Linked DNA regions of Mus musculus: regions 2 and 3 are each linked to region 1. Evidence: chromatin contacts called from public Hi-C data. All regions are on one chromosome and are shown on one strand. The core of a region is the stretch at or near the end of the contact, and the rest is flanking DNA. Distances in the headings are between cores, read along the strand shown.

The links. Hi-C and Micro-C count contacts between places; a contact is called where the count stands out from the background.
Region 2: a contact with region 1 is called in a Hi-C map of CD8 T cells, with 6 times the contacts expected there. The contact joins the promoter of Slc6a6 here to the enhancer-like site in region 1. A contact is called at or near these places in 2 of 484 Hi-C or Micro-C datasets (CD4 T cells and CD8 T cells) and 3 of 115 datasets of contacts at active chromatin or transcription factors (extraembryonic endoderm stem cells, memory CD8 T cells and pancreatic cancer cells).
Region 3: a Hi-C map of bone marrow-derived macrophages shows a contact between it and region 1, with 2.5 times the contacts expected there. The contact joins the promoter of Tmem43 here to the enhancer-like site in region 1. A contact is called at or near these places in 1 of 484 Hi-C or Micro-C datasets (bone marrow-derived macrophages), 4 of 115 datasets of contacts at active chromatin or transcription factors (bone marrow-derived macrophages, embryonic stem cells, memory CD8 T cells and 1 more) and 1 of 9 other capture datasets (adipose tissue).

The regions. Positions count from the first base shown.
Region 1 is chr6:90,738,520-90,743,539 of GRCm38.p6, forward strand. All of the region lies in intron 1 of Iqsec1 (IQ motif and Sec7 domain 1), which reads right to left. Among named protein-coding and RNA genes, the nearest start is that of Iqsec1, 69 kb to the right of the region's middle. Within about 2 kb of position 2,397, at least 108 of the 459 cell types and tissues checked have an H3K27ac peak or open chromatin away from gene starts, as enhancers often do. A contact at or near this core is called in CD8 T cells, bone marrow-derived macrophages, memory CD8 T cells and 1 more, where this site is marked.
Region 2 is chr6:91,681,016-91,686,035 of GRCm38.p6, forward strand. Slc6a6 (solute carrier family 6 (neurotransmitter transporter, taurine), member 6) reads left to right here and starts at 3,052. Exons shown (of 15, transcript NM_009320.4): 1 at 3,052-3,293.
Region 3 is chr6:91,470,715-91,475,734 of GRCm38.p6, forward strand. It overlaps Tmem43 (transmembrane protein 43), which reads left to right and starts at 2,993. Exons shown (of 12, transcript NM_028766.3): 1 at 2,993-3,184. The coding sequence starts at 3,173. Chchd4 (coiled-coil-helix-coiled-coil-helix domain containing 4) reads right to left here and starts at 2,709. Exons shown (of 3, transcript NM_133928.2): 1 at 2,602-2,709. The coding sequence starts at 2,623.

The DNA.
Region 1 (5,020 bases), core at 1,147-3,646:
GTCTGAGGCAGCTGTGTGACCTCAGCCAGATCCTATCACCTCTCCGAGCCTCATAGGAGCTATAAGCTGGAACTGATGGAACCCCCATCCTGCCTCCTTCAAGGCTGCTGAGCAGGTCGGCTGCACTGATGTATGGAAGGTGTGCAAAGGGCACCGTGCAGAAGCTTCATTCCCAGAAGCCAAGAAAGCAAATGTTGATGTATTGAACTATATCAAATTAGACCATATAAATGGAATCAGAATACCACAAACAAGGTAAAAAAGACAAATGGCACCCTGAAACAATGTCTGCCGCACATAGCACAAGTTAATGAGGAAAATGAGAAAAAAGTTAATTTCCCTAACACAGAAAGTGCTCCTTCCAATCGATAGGATGACTAACCCATTAGAAAACAGCCAAGGCTATGAAAGCTGCTCAGGACTCCTGCTTGTAATTAAATGCACATTAGAGAAATGCAATCAAAACACAATTCAACTCACTTGCTTTAAAAAAAAATTCCTAATTGGGGGGTGGAAATGGCTCAGTGGTTAAGAACACTTGCTGTTCTTACAGAAGACCCAAGTTTGGTTTTCAGCACCCACATTTATCCTTTGCTTGTCTTTGTGTCTCACAAAGGCAAGTACATTCAGTCCCCAAGCTATGTTTCCACTTACGTTTCCCTCACTTTACAATGGTGTCATGCACTCAGTGATATGTGGGTGAACACACTCCAGACTTGAGTTCTGATCTTTCCCTGAGCTAGTGAGATGCAGTCTGACCATCTTCCAAGATGTTGGGATGAGGCAGTGAACAGGTGTCCCACGGGGATCTGGGGACGGGACACCAGCCTGCTCTATACAACGGGTGCTGCCCAGCTGGGGAGTCAGTCAGCAGATATATTGAATTAATTTTTCACCAAACATTTTCAGTTCATGATGGGTTTGTTGGAATCTTAAATATCCCTTGCACCCCCAAGGTCTGTGTGAAAAAGCTTTGGCCTCTAGGGTGGCAGTATTGGAAGGTGGCTGAACCTCTCTACTCTTTGTTTCTTCTTTCTCAGGCCTTGACTAGTAACTGCTTCTGCCTCCTGAGCTTGCCATGATGGGCTGTGCTTCCATGGTGCCAAGCAACCACGGACTGAAATCTCTACAACTATAAGCCAAAACAAGATAGTGGTTACAGTACTGGAGGGCTGGCCTGTGTGCTAATATTAAGTATTTGTACCTTTGGAGGTAAGGGGGGCGGGCACCGAAGATCTGCTGGTCCCTGAATATACTACCTCTGACAAGGATGAGCCAGGGAAGGCACAGAAACACCCTGGAAAGGGCAAGGAGAGCTGGGAACAGAAAAGAGGAAGACTGGCCTTCCACTGAAACATTCTACTTACACCTGTGTGTGTGTGTGTATGTATATATGTATGTACACACATATATGTATAAGTATATATCTCACTATATATCTGCATTACTGTTTTGTTTTGCTTGTTATCCTCTGTGTAGCCCTGGCTGTTCTCAAACTCAGAGATCTGCCTGCCTATGCCTCCCAAGTACTGGGATTAAAGGCATGCACTACTACACCTGACTTGGATATATTCCTGCTGTTTGTTTGTTTGTTTGTTTGTTTGTTTTTAATCTGTTTGCAAATGATAAAATTCTGGGGCTGGAAAGACAACTCAGTGCTCTTGAAGAGGATATGGGGTCAATTCATAGCACCCACATAGGGGCTCACAACCGTCCTAACTCCAGTCCAAGAAGATCCATGAGTGCCAGGCATACACACAGTGCACATATATACATGTAAGCAAACACTGATACACATAAAATCAATGTAAAAATTTACAAGGAAAATAGCAATTTCTGATGTTGGGAGGTACGGTGCCTAGGCCTGCTGTGACACAGGCTTAGGATGACTGCCTGTGACCTCAGTATGGAGGGTGCCCCTTCTGAACCCTATAGTTTCCTCTACCAAGTGAGCAGGAAGCATAAGACAAATGCCCACCTCACATTGCCAGTCAGAACCTTCTCAGCAGAGGAGCTAACTGGGTGTTGAAAGAGCCCCTGAGGAGATGAGAACAGCAGAGCTAAGGGTCAAGGGACCCAAGTGATTTTTGAGATCCCCCCAGCTCCCTCAGGGACACTCCTATCTGTTTTTCCCATGTCCATATCCTGCCTGGAAATACTTATTTCATGTTTCCTGTCTGGGGTTACCCTGGCAACAGCTCTGTCATCTGTCTGGGTTGGAGGTCAGTCCTGTGGCATGGGACAGATGACCAATCTGTAGATACCATGTGGGTCTGAGATGATTGGGGCAGAGCCTCATGTTGGGCAATCAAACCTACTCACCCAGAGAATGACCTAGCCTGGATCCTCTCTTGCTCTGCTCCTTCTATGTACAGAGGAAGTAGGGGAACGGATGAGAGAAAAACCGCAAGAAACAAAATAGTGTAACTCACAACAGTGCAGATGCTAGCAGCACAGGAAGTGTGTGTAGCAGAAGCCATCCCATCCCTCATCTCCCGCCCCCTCCCTCTCACCTTTCCATCATCAGCAAGCATGTCTGTGCCTTCTTCCTGTAGTTAAAACAAGGCACTCTGCAACCAGTCATGGCCTGTACTTTCCAGCCCCAGTCTACCCTTTTAGCTCCTTCTTCTAGCCAGTATTGTCCCGTATGTAGAGCAATTTTCAAAAATCGACTCTATCCTATCCCACTCCTGCTCAGAACTCCTCTATAGCTCCCTGTGCTCTTGAGATAAAGAGGTTCCTCACCCAGCCCCATCTCCAGCAGCTTTTCGACAGTCAGGCTAAACTTAATGGCTTTGAGCACACACTGCTATGCCATGCCACCATGTGTTTGACCTTTGTAGTCTTCTGCTTTATTCCATATGCAAAGAAGTCTTCAGATCAACAATAGAAACTACGATTCAAAAAGTTTTCAAGTCCAGTTCACATAAGTAGCTCAGAGAACAAAAATGCAAATAACCTATAAACATACAACCACACATACAACTTCACCAATAAAGGCAGAGACTGCACAATGGTGACATACTGTTAGCTTCTGGAACATGCACACAACTTCCTAAATGTTTGTTAGCTGTGTCCAAACCCATTAGATCCATTTCCAAAGGTATCATCTCCTCTACACATCATTTTCTGGGCCCCTACTGTGCCCAGTACTTCTAGGACACAGATTTGGGCAGAAGGTCTGCAGATGATAGCTACCAATAACAGGAGCTAGGCAGCCACACTGACTAGCTGAGGGTCTGCACATATGATAAAGGGCTCTGGGGCTAGGAAAGCACCCTATTCATCCTGCACAAACCCTGCAAACCTAGCCTTAGAGAGGGCAGCAGTGAAGTTGGGGCAAGGGTGCAGGGCTTGCGGCTGCAGCAGGAGTCAGGCCAAGGGGCTGCTATGCTGGGGAGAGGAGGCGCTGCTGAGGTAGGGCGAGAAGCAGCACCTGGATGGAGGGCAAGGGGGCAGACATGGCCATGTGCTTGCAGCACGCAGGACTTTCTGTTACTTGGTACCTACACGCTGTCCTCACAGAGCTCCTAGATGGTGTCCCCACATACACCCACAGAGGACAGTAGCAGGTCAGGGGCTTTCCTAACTAGGTTCTTTTTTTTTAAATCACTCTTTGGCCTCTCTGTTAATTTGGAGCACAGTGCATACCATGGTGTGGGACACTTCCCTTCCCTAGTCTGAACCTCTACCTTCCAGCTAGCTCTCTGCCATGGGATTTTCAAATGTAAGAATGTGGTCTGTGAAGCCCCACTTGAAGCATCACTTCCAATGTTTAGCCCCGACACACTGGAGGGTCCTGTGATAGGCATGTGTTCAGACCAAGGGTAACAAGACTATGACGGAGGGTTCTGAGCTAGACTCAGGGCCTCTTACATGCTAGGCAAGCATTTTGCTCTGAGATATACCCCCAGCCTTCCAAACTCAAGGAAGGTCTCAAGGTCAAGGACTGCCTGGGCTACTGGGTAAGCCTGAGCACTTCAGTGAGTCCTTGTCTCCAAATAAAAAGGGGGTTCAGTGGCAGTGTGCTTGCCTAGCATCTTCCAGTCTGTTCAACTCCTAGTACTGTGAGAACAAAACTGAGCACTGTAAAGTGAGGTGTGGCTTTTGACAAGGTGCTGAGGTAATTCCTTGGCCTTTGCTTCTTCCCCGTGACAACTGGCTGTCTCTATGCAATAGGACACTTTGAACACTGACCTCCTACTGCCTGTGTTTGGCTCAAAACAATCAAAGATCTGAATGGAAGACAGACAGCTCCAAAACTCTTAGGTAAATCACAGGACTGATGAGAGTTAGGCCATTATTTCTTCCACAGCACAAAAATGCAAAGGATAAAATAAAAATCAGTAAATCACAATGAGAAACTTTTGCATAACAAAAAAGGCCATCAAAAAAGTGAGAAGGGCTAGAGAAATGGTTCAGTGGTTAAGACCATTGGCTGTTTTTCCAGAGGACCAGGGTTCAATGCTCAGCAACCACATGGTGGTTTACAACCCTCTATACTGGGATCTGATGCCCTCTTCTGGCATGCAGGTATACATGCGGGGGCGGAGCACACATGTGCCCCCCCCCCCCCCCCACACACACAATCTGCTTTTTTTTTTTTTTTCAAGACAGGGTTTCTCTGTATAGAAACTCTGGCTGTCCTGGAACCTACTTTGTAGACCAGGCTGGCCTTGAACTCAGAAATCCGCCTGCCTCTGCCTCTGTAGTGCTGGGATTAAAGGCGTGTGCCACCACGCCCAGCACAATCTTTTTAAAAAAAAAAAAGAAACAAAGAAAAGAAAGTGAGAAGAGTCAGGGATGGTGGTACACACCTTTACTCCCAGAACTTAAGGCAGAGGCAGGTGGATCTCTGCGAATTCCAGGCTAGCCTGGTTTATACAGTGCATTCCAAGACAGTCAGGGTTATGTAGAGAGATCCTGTCTCAAACCATCCCTCAAAAGTGAGGCAATGCCTAGCCACAGGAAAAGATATCTGCGAGGCTTGTAACCACTGTGAAGTGCTGATATTTGGAGC
Region 2 (5,020 bases), core at 1,802-4,301, 940 kb after region 1:
AAGAAAGCATCAGATCCCTTGAGGCTGGAATTAAAAGGTGACTGTGAGCTGCTTGCTGTGGGTCCTGGGAACTAAACTCTGGCCTTCTGCATGAGCAATTGGAGCTCTGTTGTTCTATCTCACTGGCCCCCTACTTATTTTATTTTATTTTATTTTTAAATTGTTTGACACAGAGTCTTGTGTAGCCAAGACTGGTCTCATACTCTCTGTCTCCAAGGCTGGACTTGAACTCCACATCCTCTATCTCCTAGATGCTTGGATTACAGGTATGTGCCATTGTGTTTGAGCAAATTATTTGAGACAGGCTCTTACTATGTAGTCCTGGCTACTCCGAAATTCACTGTCACCAGGATGACCTTAAGTTCACAGAGATTCACCTTCCTCTGCCCTCTAGGTTTAAAGGTGAATACTACCATGCCCAGATCAAAATAACAGTAATAAGAATATCATTATTATATAGTATTATTTTATAATTATATTATAACATATAATTATAACAATTATTATATAACACTATTAATAATGATTATTATCTATTTTTGTTTTTTGAAACAAGGTTTCTCTGTGTAGTCCTGGAATTGCTCTCTAGACCAGGCTAGCCTGGAACTCAAGAGATCTACCTGCCTCTACCTCCCAAGTGGATTAAAGGAATGCACTACCACCCAACAGCCTGAAATTATTTTTTTTTAAAGAGACTCAGTGTCTCTATGTTGTCAGGCCACCTCTAGACTCCTAGGCTAGGCAATCTTGCCTAAGCAGCTGAGCAGGTGAGGGTACATGCATTCATATATCAATTTTGATTCCTGGCAATGAACTCAAATCACGATGGATGGAGCCCACCACAGGCCAAGCAGCAGAACATCTGGGGCTGGATTCAGTTCAGGCTGCCCTGCTTGAGACTTCTGACCGCTCTGACAGTCCATGGCCTCTCACATGTTAAGTTCATACTCCATGCCTGACTGATCTGCTGCACCCACAGCCTGGGGCTGGGTTCTTCCAAAGCTCCCCTGGAAACAAACAGATGGTCTAGGTTTAGATTCCAGCCCTGTGACTCACTGGCCAAGCGTCCCCCAGGCCAGCTATTTTCTCTGTGGCTCAGTTTTCCCTTCTGTAAAGTGGGAGAACTAGCAGTGCTGAGCTCCCAGGGATGCTCTGGGGAGGGGCGGGTTGGCCTTGTTTACATGAAGTGAATTCTACCAGCCGGGAAAATGCTGAAGAAAGGAAACTAACTAAATAAATATAGTAGTTGCAGTGACCCAGATGTCACTCAGCTATGACCCCAGCTACCCAAGGGCTCTGCAGTAGGAAGGTGACTTGGAACCCAACAATTTGGGACCAGGCCAGGCAATGTAGTGCCATCCCTATCTCAAAATATAATACATACACACTTACATACACATACATAAATAAATGCAAGTGTAGCTGAGCACTTTCTGTGCACCAGGCCTGTGATGCTTTGTGTACTTGATGGGAGTTCGAGGACCAGATCTCACCGAGTTGACATTACAGAAGGGGAGACTGATGAAGGCCTGAGCCACCTCCTCCCATTCTTCCCAGTCATCCCTTGTGTGATACTGTGTCGATCATTCTTAGGCTCAGGCCTGCCCAGGCTTTCCGAATTGAATCCCTGGGCCTGCCAGGCCTCTGTGGCCTCCCCTGCCCTGACTCTTTGTAGAGTCCTGTGACACCATGCCTGCAGGCTTTTGCAGCCTTACAGCCCTTGCTTCCTCTGTTCCCCACCCCCACCCTTCTGTCTGCCCAAAGGCTCTGGGCTTCCTGAAGTCTGCTCTGGGTTCAAAACAGCCACTTTCCTACTCTCTGACCTACCCCCTGGTCTCAGCCCTTTGTGCTGTGGGTAATGAAATGTGAGTCTGGATTTTTTTTTTTTAAGACGGGTTTTCTCTGTGCAGCCTTAGTGGAACTCACTCTGTAAACCAGATTGGCCTTGAACTCAGAGATCTGCCTGTCTCTGCCTCCCAGCGCTGGGATTAAAGGCTTGAGTCACACCACCACCTTATTTTGCTTCTTGGTGTCTTATGCCAGCCTAGGACAATGGATTCAGGCTGGTCAGGTCTGGGGCTACCATTCCCAGTTTAAGAGACAGGATAGCCATGCTACATAATTGACACTTATGTGCAGAGAGAGTGGAGAAGAAAGAAAAGGAAGTGGGCAAGCAGAGAGGGGGAAGGCCTTACTGAAGGTCACACAGCGCCACCTCAGGCTCAGCCAGGCTGTGGGTGTGTACAATCAGATGGAGGACATGCTCATTCAAATAAGGACAAGAATAATGGCACACTCCCCATCTCCATTTAAAAATAGTCACATTTGCTGACACTCGTTTGGCACTTCCTAGGTGCCTGGTGTCCTGTTCAGACTCTTTACACTGTTAACCTTGGACCCTCCCAGCAGCCAGAAGTGATGAGTTCCACTATTTTTATTTCCGTTTTACAGATGAGGAAACTAAGACACAGAAGGTCTGGGGAACTTGCCTGATGTCACACAGCCACGACGAAGTCGGGGCGCTTCGAAAACACAGCCTCATGTGGGCCAGGGGTGGGGGTGGGGGTGGGGGTGGGGGACTTGGCCTCCATTATCACTTCCACGGCAGCTCAGCCAGGCTTGCAGAGCTGCACACTGGCCCTGAGAGGACTCGGGGCAATGGGGGAGGAGCAGATTCTGGTAGGGATCTAGCTGCTGCGGCAGCCACAGGCCTCGTCCACAGACCTAGGTGGGTGTGTTAGAGAGCGTTGTGGTGTGGTAATATCAGGACAGGAGATGAGCCAGGGGTCTGGGTCTCTAACTCCTCATCGCCTGCATGAGAGGCCTGAGCAGTGCCATTAGCCACCAGCGTTTGGATGGAGCATGAGGATGGGTGCGCGCGCTCGACGAGGCGAGCTCCGGCTCTTTGTGTGTCCGAGCTCGTGCGCGCGTGCGTGCGTGTGTGTGTGTGTGTGTGTGTGTGTGTGTGTGTGTGCGCGCGCGCGCGCGCGCCCCGTGTGTGGGCGTGGCCGACAGACCAGGCCCCTCCCTAGGCCCCGCCCAGGCCCGGCCAAGCTGGTATTTTTCCACCCAGCAGGATGGGTGATGCGGAGAGCTGCCTGTTCAGACAACAGACACGCGAGGTCAGGGAGAAGCCGCTTATAAATTACCGCTTCCTCCGCGCCGCCGCCAGCGTCGTGCTCCGGGACCTGGTTGCTGCCGAGCTCCCGTGCCCAGCCGCCAACGCCGCGATCGCCGCCAGTCCCGCCAGCCTCGCCAGCCCCGGGCCATCCGCTGTGGGCTTAGCCACCCAGGTACCCAGGGCGTGTGGGCCGCGACTGCAGCCCCCTCCCCGGGCCGCGCTCCGCCACCTCACCGGGTCCCTGCGGGTCTGGCCTCCCCGCGCTCTTTCATCCCCTTCACCCCTGAGGGAGGGACTGAGGGTCTCCTGTTCAGCTCTGCTGGAGAGGGAGTTATTGTTTCCCTGGCGAAGGGGCTGGGGCTGCTGGTGCGGCGGCAGGTGTGTGTGTGTGTGTGTGTGTGTGTGTGTGTGTGTGTGTGTCCCACGGGGTGCCTCCTTGTCCCTGGATGTCTCTGTTTCTGAGAGTGGCTGTTTCTCCACCCTAGGCAGCCGTGTACATGTGCGCCCCGGGGTGTGTGATATGACCAGGGCTATGTCCGGGGCTGCCTTACCTGAGTGTAGTGTGGCCGTGTGGCTCTGTCTTCTGATACACACACACACACACACACACACACACACACACACATCTTGCCTATGTGAACCTGTACGTGTGGCTGTGTCTCCGGAACCCTGGCCGTGTGCACGTGTGTGTGCCCGAATGTGCCTGGATCCCTGGATCTGTGGTTGGGGGCAAGTCTAGTGTCTTCTAGCTGTACCCGAGAGGCCATCCCTTGTGCCCAGTGGGCCCAATGGACATCTTTGGTTCTTCGTAGTATTTAGGAGAGGTAAAAGGGCGGTATGGCTCCAGGTGCTGCCTGGGTGTGGCACGCAGGTGTGACAGTCGCTCCCAGGCTTGAGTAGCAGGGCTGAGGCCCGAAACGACAGCCAGGGGCAATGGGTAGCACCAGCTGAACACATCTTCCTCTAGACTGCTCCCCTTCACTTTATGGGTTCCTCTTTTGGGTGGGAGGTTCTGGTCTGCTCCCACTGGGGAAGCCACACAAGGAACCAGTCTCAGGAACAGATCCTACAGTCCCAAAGCCTCAACCTAGGCTGTAGCCTGGCGGCAAGGGAGGCGTGTGCTCAGCAGGGCCACCGACCTGGCTATTTTGGTCACTGCCTGGCCTCTGCCAGATCCCTGCCTTCCCTAGGACCAGCCCCAAAGGCTTGGGAGACAGCCTGGGCCCCCATTTCCTGCCTGGGGAAATAAATCATCTCAAAGACTGGCCAGGCGCTTGACCCGGAGGGTCCTCGGACTGCGGATTGGTAGCACGTGGCTCCAATTGGATGTCAGTAAATTGGCCTCCGATTTGGCACAGCTAGCTTTCAAATAAATGTCATAGAGATCTTTTTTAAATTAAAAGAAAAAAAAAATTTTTTTTTTGTTGCTGGTAGGGAGGGGATCTCACTCAGAGTCTCTAAGCCAGAAGGAGTTTATTTTTATGAGAGAGCTGGTGAGTGCTTAGCAACGGCCTGCCTGCCTCCCTCTCTACCAGGGAGTCATCGGGGAGTGGGGGGTGAGAGGGAGGTGTTTTAGCAAGATGATGGTGGGTGGCTGGAGGGGGACCTAGGCACCAGCTGAGAACCCACAATAGGATGGTATTGGCAGATGGTTGGAGGTTGTCTTAGGCCTTGGTTCAGCCACTCAGTTAACCTTGGGCAGTATTTCTTGTCCTCAGTCTCTTCATCTGTAAAATGGGTGGGGCATACTACCCATTGGATATGTCAACTGGGGATCCAAGAGTCTTCTTGTCCCCAGAAAGACTGTGTTCCTCTTAATGGTGACCTTGGGTAGTTCTCTTAGCTTGGGCTTGGCTGTCCAGGCGACAAGGACGCTAAGGCCAGCCTCGCCTTGTCCTT
Region 3 (5,020 bases), core at 1,743-4,242, 730 kb after region 1:
GAGGCAAAAGGTGGCTCTAAGAAGCCAGTGTTCATTCTCTCCTGGTCTGAAGACTGGGAAGGGTTTGAGGAAAGAGCATCTGAAATGGTCTTCCAAGCCCTGGCAACCCCTGCAGAACCTCAGTGTCTCAGCACAGTTCCTGCTGTCTGTAACTACCCATCCATCCCGGAGTGCTTTAATGCCAACTTCTTCTTGTTCTGTAAAGATCCAAAGTGCCACCTCACTCAGTGCACATCACACTGCAATAAAAAAAGTTTGCTGAATGAACAGAAAGAGGCAGGCTGTTTATTATTAGGAGGAAAGTAAGGAACCATGTGTGGAATTGACAGAAACACCAAGAGCACAAGGCCAGACTGAGGCTTCATCCACACGGTGGGACTCTCTTAATGTCAATGAGGTCTTTAACCTGGAGACTGACTAGATGTATGGACTGTTGACATAACTGTCCAGGCAACCATTTGCCTAATTAGAATGGTGGATAGGCATGAGCCTGGGGTCACTCTATTAAATCCTGAACACCCACAGTATACTAGGCCTTCTGCCATCTCTCAGCTTGGTGGGAGATAATTTCAGTGTGTTTATAGAGACACAAAGTATCAGGGAAGACCTGGTGGCATTGAAGCTGGGTTTTTTGCTTGTTTTCTTTCTCTTTTAAAAAGATTTATTTATTTATATGAGTACATTGTAGCTGTCTTCAGACACACCAGAAGAGGGCATCAGATTCTATTATAGATGGTTGTGAGCCACCATGCGGTTGCTGGGAATTGAACTCAGGACCTTTGGAAGAGCAGTCAGTGCTTTTAACCACTGAGCCATGTCTCCTGCCCATTTCTCTTGTTTTTTTTTTTTTTTTTTTTTTTTTTTTTTTTTTTTTTTTTCCTGAGACAGGGTTTTCCCTGTAAAATAGCTCTGGCTGTCCTAGAACTCAGAGGACTCCACACACCTCTGCTTTCCAAGTGAGGGATTAAAGGCATGTGCCACCACGCCCGGCTTTGGGCTGGTTCTTAAAGGATAAGTTAGCAATTCAGAGAGCTGGAGGAAGAAAGCACCTGACAAAGGGCACAGCCAGAAGAGCTGAGGAGCAGGAGGAAGAACATGAGACTGGAAGAATAACACCGCATGGTCTCCTAAGTCCTTACATACTATTTTTTGGTTTGTTTTTGGACAGGATCTCACTATGTAGCTCTGGCAGGCCTGGAACATGCAATTTATTTTACACTGGCCTTGAACTCACAGAGACTGTAGGTAGCGGCATGTGTTTTTAATTCCAGAATTTGGGACGAAGAGAAGAATTTGAGTTAGGGGCACATACTGAGACTGTCTCAAAAACGGAGAACCACTAAACACATACACACACACCTTTTGAACCAGGAAGAAGACGGGCTCTATGTTGCATTAGCAGCTGATGGACCCATCCTCCTTCCTGAAAAACCCGAGGTCTGTAAATCCATCAAGAGGGGTAGAAATGTTTATCTGCATAGCCTCCTTAACTCAAAGACTCGTCATCAACCTACCAACTAGGTTGGAGGAAACAAAAGTCATCCTAGGAATCCGCCTAACAGTGCTGGGTCAAGGACTTTCGTATGCGGAACACCAAGTGCTAACCAACAGAAACAGTCCTCGGGAGAGGCACCAATGATGATGCTGGGAAGGAGGGGGTTCTACAGCGGACTGGGGCCTTCTAACTGGATGTATGGCCTTGGGTGGATCACTTCCTCCTTTGTACCTCATGTTCTCTAGACTTAAGAGTAAAGGAGCTGAGAATTCTGGGTGAACCAAGTCTCTCTGTAGCTTTGTATTCTCAAGAGCCCTCCAACTCTTTCCTGCCTTGGGCACGTGCTTCGTGAATACCAGAGTAAATGACGCCTGATCTCTCAATTTACAGGAGTGGAAACTAGGGCCTGGCGGGTTTGGCAGCTCAGACATAAGAAGCCAGTCAGTGCTGGGAGACCTTAGAGCAACAGATTGGTCTGGATTCTTCTGGGTTGCTGCTTACAGGTAACAACAGGTAGTGAGTGGTCCTCAACGTGGCTAGAAATGACGGAAGAAAGGAAGCTCTTTCATAGCGGGTCCCGGTTTCGTGACCTGATGTGGGTTCCTGGATCGAGTAACCTGTCTTAATTTTCCGTTTGATAAGACGTGGACAGTAAGGGAACCCGACATATAAAAATGGCTACGTTAAGTTTAAAAGCGTGCCTAGTACACAGAAGGCGCTCACTAAATGCTCCTGCCAGATGCACTTCAGCACGCCCACTCTAGCCCAAGCGGTAATTTTTCGGGATAGCTAAAAAGCCTGGGCGGGATAGAACCACGTGGGGAGTGCTAGGAGCGACGGTGTCTAATTCCTAACAGTCCCCGATTCCCAGCCAGAGACAACGTGCTCCACACTGGCCAGGCCCACGTGAGGCCCTCCGAGGCCCGGGTTCGGGCTTCACCTTGACCTTGGACCGGCCTCGTTCCTCACGGAGCCTCTGCCTCTCTCGTCTGGAAACCGCCGCGTGAGGCCCACTAAAGGGCCCACAGCCGCTCGGTGGAGACCACTTGATCGCGTGTCTCTCGCAGGCCCGTCCCGGCCGGTCTCCATGGCAGCGCCCGACTCACCTTCCTGCCGGCAGTAGGACATGGTTGTTCCCGACAGTCCTCTGCAGCTCGCAGAGGCAGCGGGCGCGGCTGGAGCGGATACACCTTCTCGCCGTGACCTCCCTCGCCGCTTCTCAGGCCTGGCGGGTGGCACTGAGGCCCGCACAGACCCGCCCCCTCCAGGCCTGCCCGCCGCGCGCCTGCCTCCGCGCGTCCTAAGCACCAGAACCGCTTCTCAGTCGAAAACTACACTGACCAGCAGCCCTTGCGCCTCTCCAACTAGACCGATACTACATTTCCCAGAAATCTTGCAGCGCGCACGCGCACCAGTGAAATACAGTGGTTTGTAATTTTGTGGCGAACGTGTCAGACGTCGGACTACATTTCCCAGCAGCCCTTAAGATGCGCACGCGCAGACAACTTGAGGCTTAGGCAGGGCGGTAACTTTTGTCCTGCGTCCCGCCAGGTCCTGGATTCCACGAGAAGTCTTGCAGCTCTGTGGCAGACAGGAGGTCACCGTATTCTGCGTTCCGGTCGTCAGCCCAATTCCTAGCGGAATAGAGCAAGACGGCGGCAGCGAACCAAGCCCACCATGGCAGCGAACGTAAGTGCTTCCTGATGCCCGGGTGACACCATCATCCGGGCCGCTTTTTCCCTGGATCCGCGCTGGGTCTTACAGGGGTGCTACCCCAGTGGGTGCAGCTGCCCTCAGCTCTCTGAGCTTCTCCATCTCGGGCTGCGCGTTTGTGGGCCTCAGCAATTAGTCGAGTCCGCTCGTGCACGGCTGCTTCTTCCACTCCTAGTTTCTCTCTGGGCCCCTGGGGATACGAAACTTGGGGAACTTGGGGAACTGAAGGACCACGGGGAAAGTGTCTATTGGTGAGCAGACTGATGAGGTGATCCTGCCCAGGTGGAACTGTCCAGCAAATGCTTCTTTGGTCTTCGCTCCCTAGGGGGTGTGTACTCAAAGGCTGTGTGATGCTACTGTAGCTGGACTAGCCTGGCTGGATGACGTGGAGAGGGAGACTTTTCTCTGCTGCCGGGTTCCTGGTGCACTGATTTGGTTAGAGCCCCTAGCTGAGGATAGTTCACCCAGACCTCTGGCCTCTTCCTACTGCAACTAGTCCTTAAGAATTTTCCTAGTGAATCTTAACATTCATTCAACAAACGGAGCAACACCACCTACTAGGGGACTGGGTGTGGGAGAAGCCGGTGAGTCACCAGTGCCTCTGGTGAAAGCGCCTCTGAAGCCATCTCAGGAGCACTGCCAGCCCCAGGCACACCCTTACTCCCTCCTTGGTAGAGTGTCACTACAGCCCTCCTTGGGCCTGTTACACCCTCTTCCCAGGCCCCTCCTCAGTCCGGCAGACTTCACCTCCTGGGAGGCCGGAGTTTGTTTCACCCACTGTGCAAGCAATATCTGTTTGGCATATTGTCTGGCCCTGGCAGGGGAAGAGAACCAAAGGTTAGGAATGCTGCACTGGAGCCAGAGGAGAAGGCAACCAGCAGGCCAGCCTGGCAAGAGCAGGCAGACCCCTTCTGATCCATCTCATCAGCGTCATATCTCACCGTTCCCCAGAAGAAGACACCTGCTTGGGGGCTCGTAGCCAGCTTGGCATGCTACATCCCCAGCCTGGGAAGGTGCTGATGAGGGCAGACTTTGGAGACAAGCCCGGAGGCAAATCCAGATTCTTCTACTCTAACTCCTTTGGGTTTACTCTCTCATGGGATCAGTTACTTTGAAATTTGAGGAAGGTTGCTGGGCACAGAGCCTGGTACATGGGAGGTACTTAATCCTTGAAAAAGTTACTCTTAGAGGCTAGCCCACACAGTCTTGGTAGGCAGAGACCATCTTGGATTCTCACACTAACAAACATAGACACAATGGGATATCTTCAGATGTCTTTGTCCATTTATTGTTATATTACTTTCCTGGGAAGACTTGAGCTTTTATTAATGTCAGCAGGATAGCCATAGACCAACTCCATCTTGGTGAACCAAAGAGGTTATCTTGGGTGACTGATGGAGGTGTGTGCCGTCCCTTCTGTTAGCCCCCTGTCTCCTGTATCCTCTAGCAGTACTGTACACTGCTGGGGGTGTGACATAGGAGGAGGTGAGAGGCTAGAATCTCAGGTGATGGTATAAAGATCCTCGTCCACTCTTCCAGGGAACATGCCTGATCATGTGAGGGGTTCATCTAAGCTATTTGGGTCTCAATATGACCATGGCTGTGTCATGCCTAGAGACAATACCAAAGCATCCATACTGTAGCTGAGTCACCAGGCAGGGTAAGCAAGAAAAATCTTAAGACAGTGAGTGGAACAAAAGCTCCTGAGTTCAGTATAACAACTTTCCTGTCAGGTAGGTATTATCACCAGCAAGTGAGGAGTCAGGACCAGAGAGGTGGAGCACATGTTGCCAGGTTCCAAAGCAACAGAGC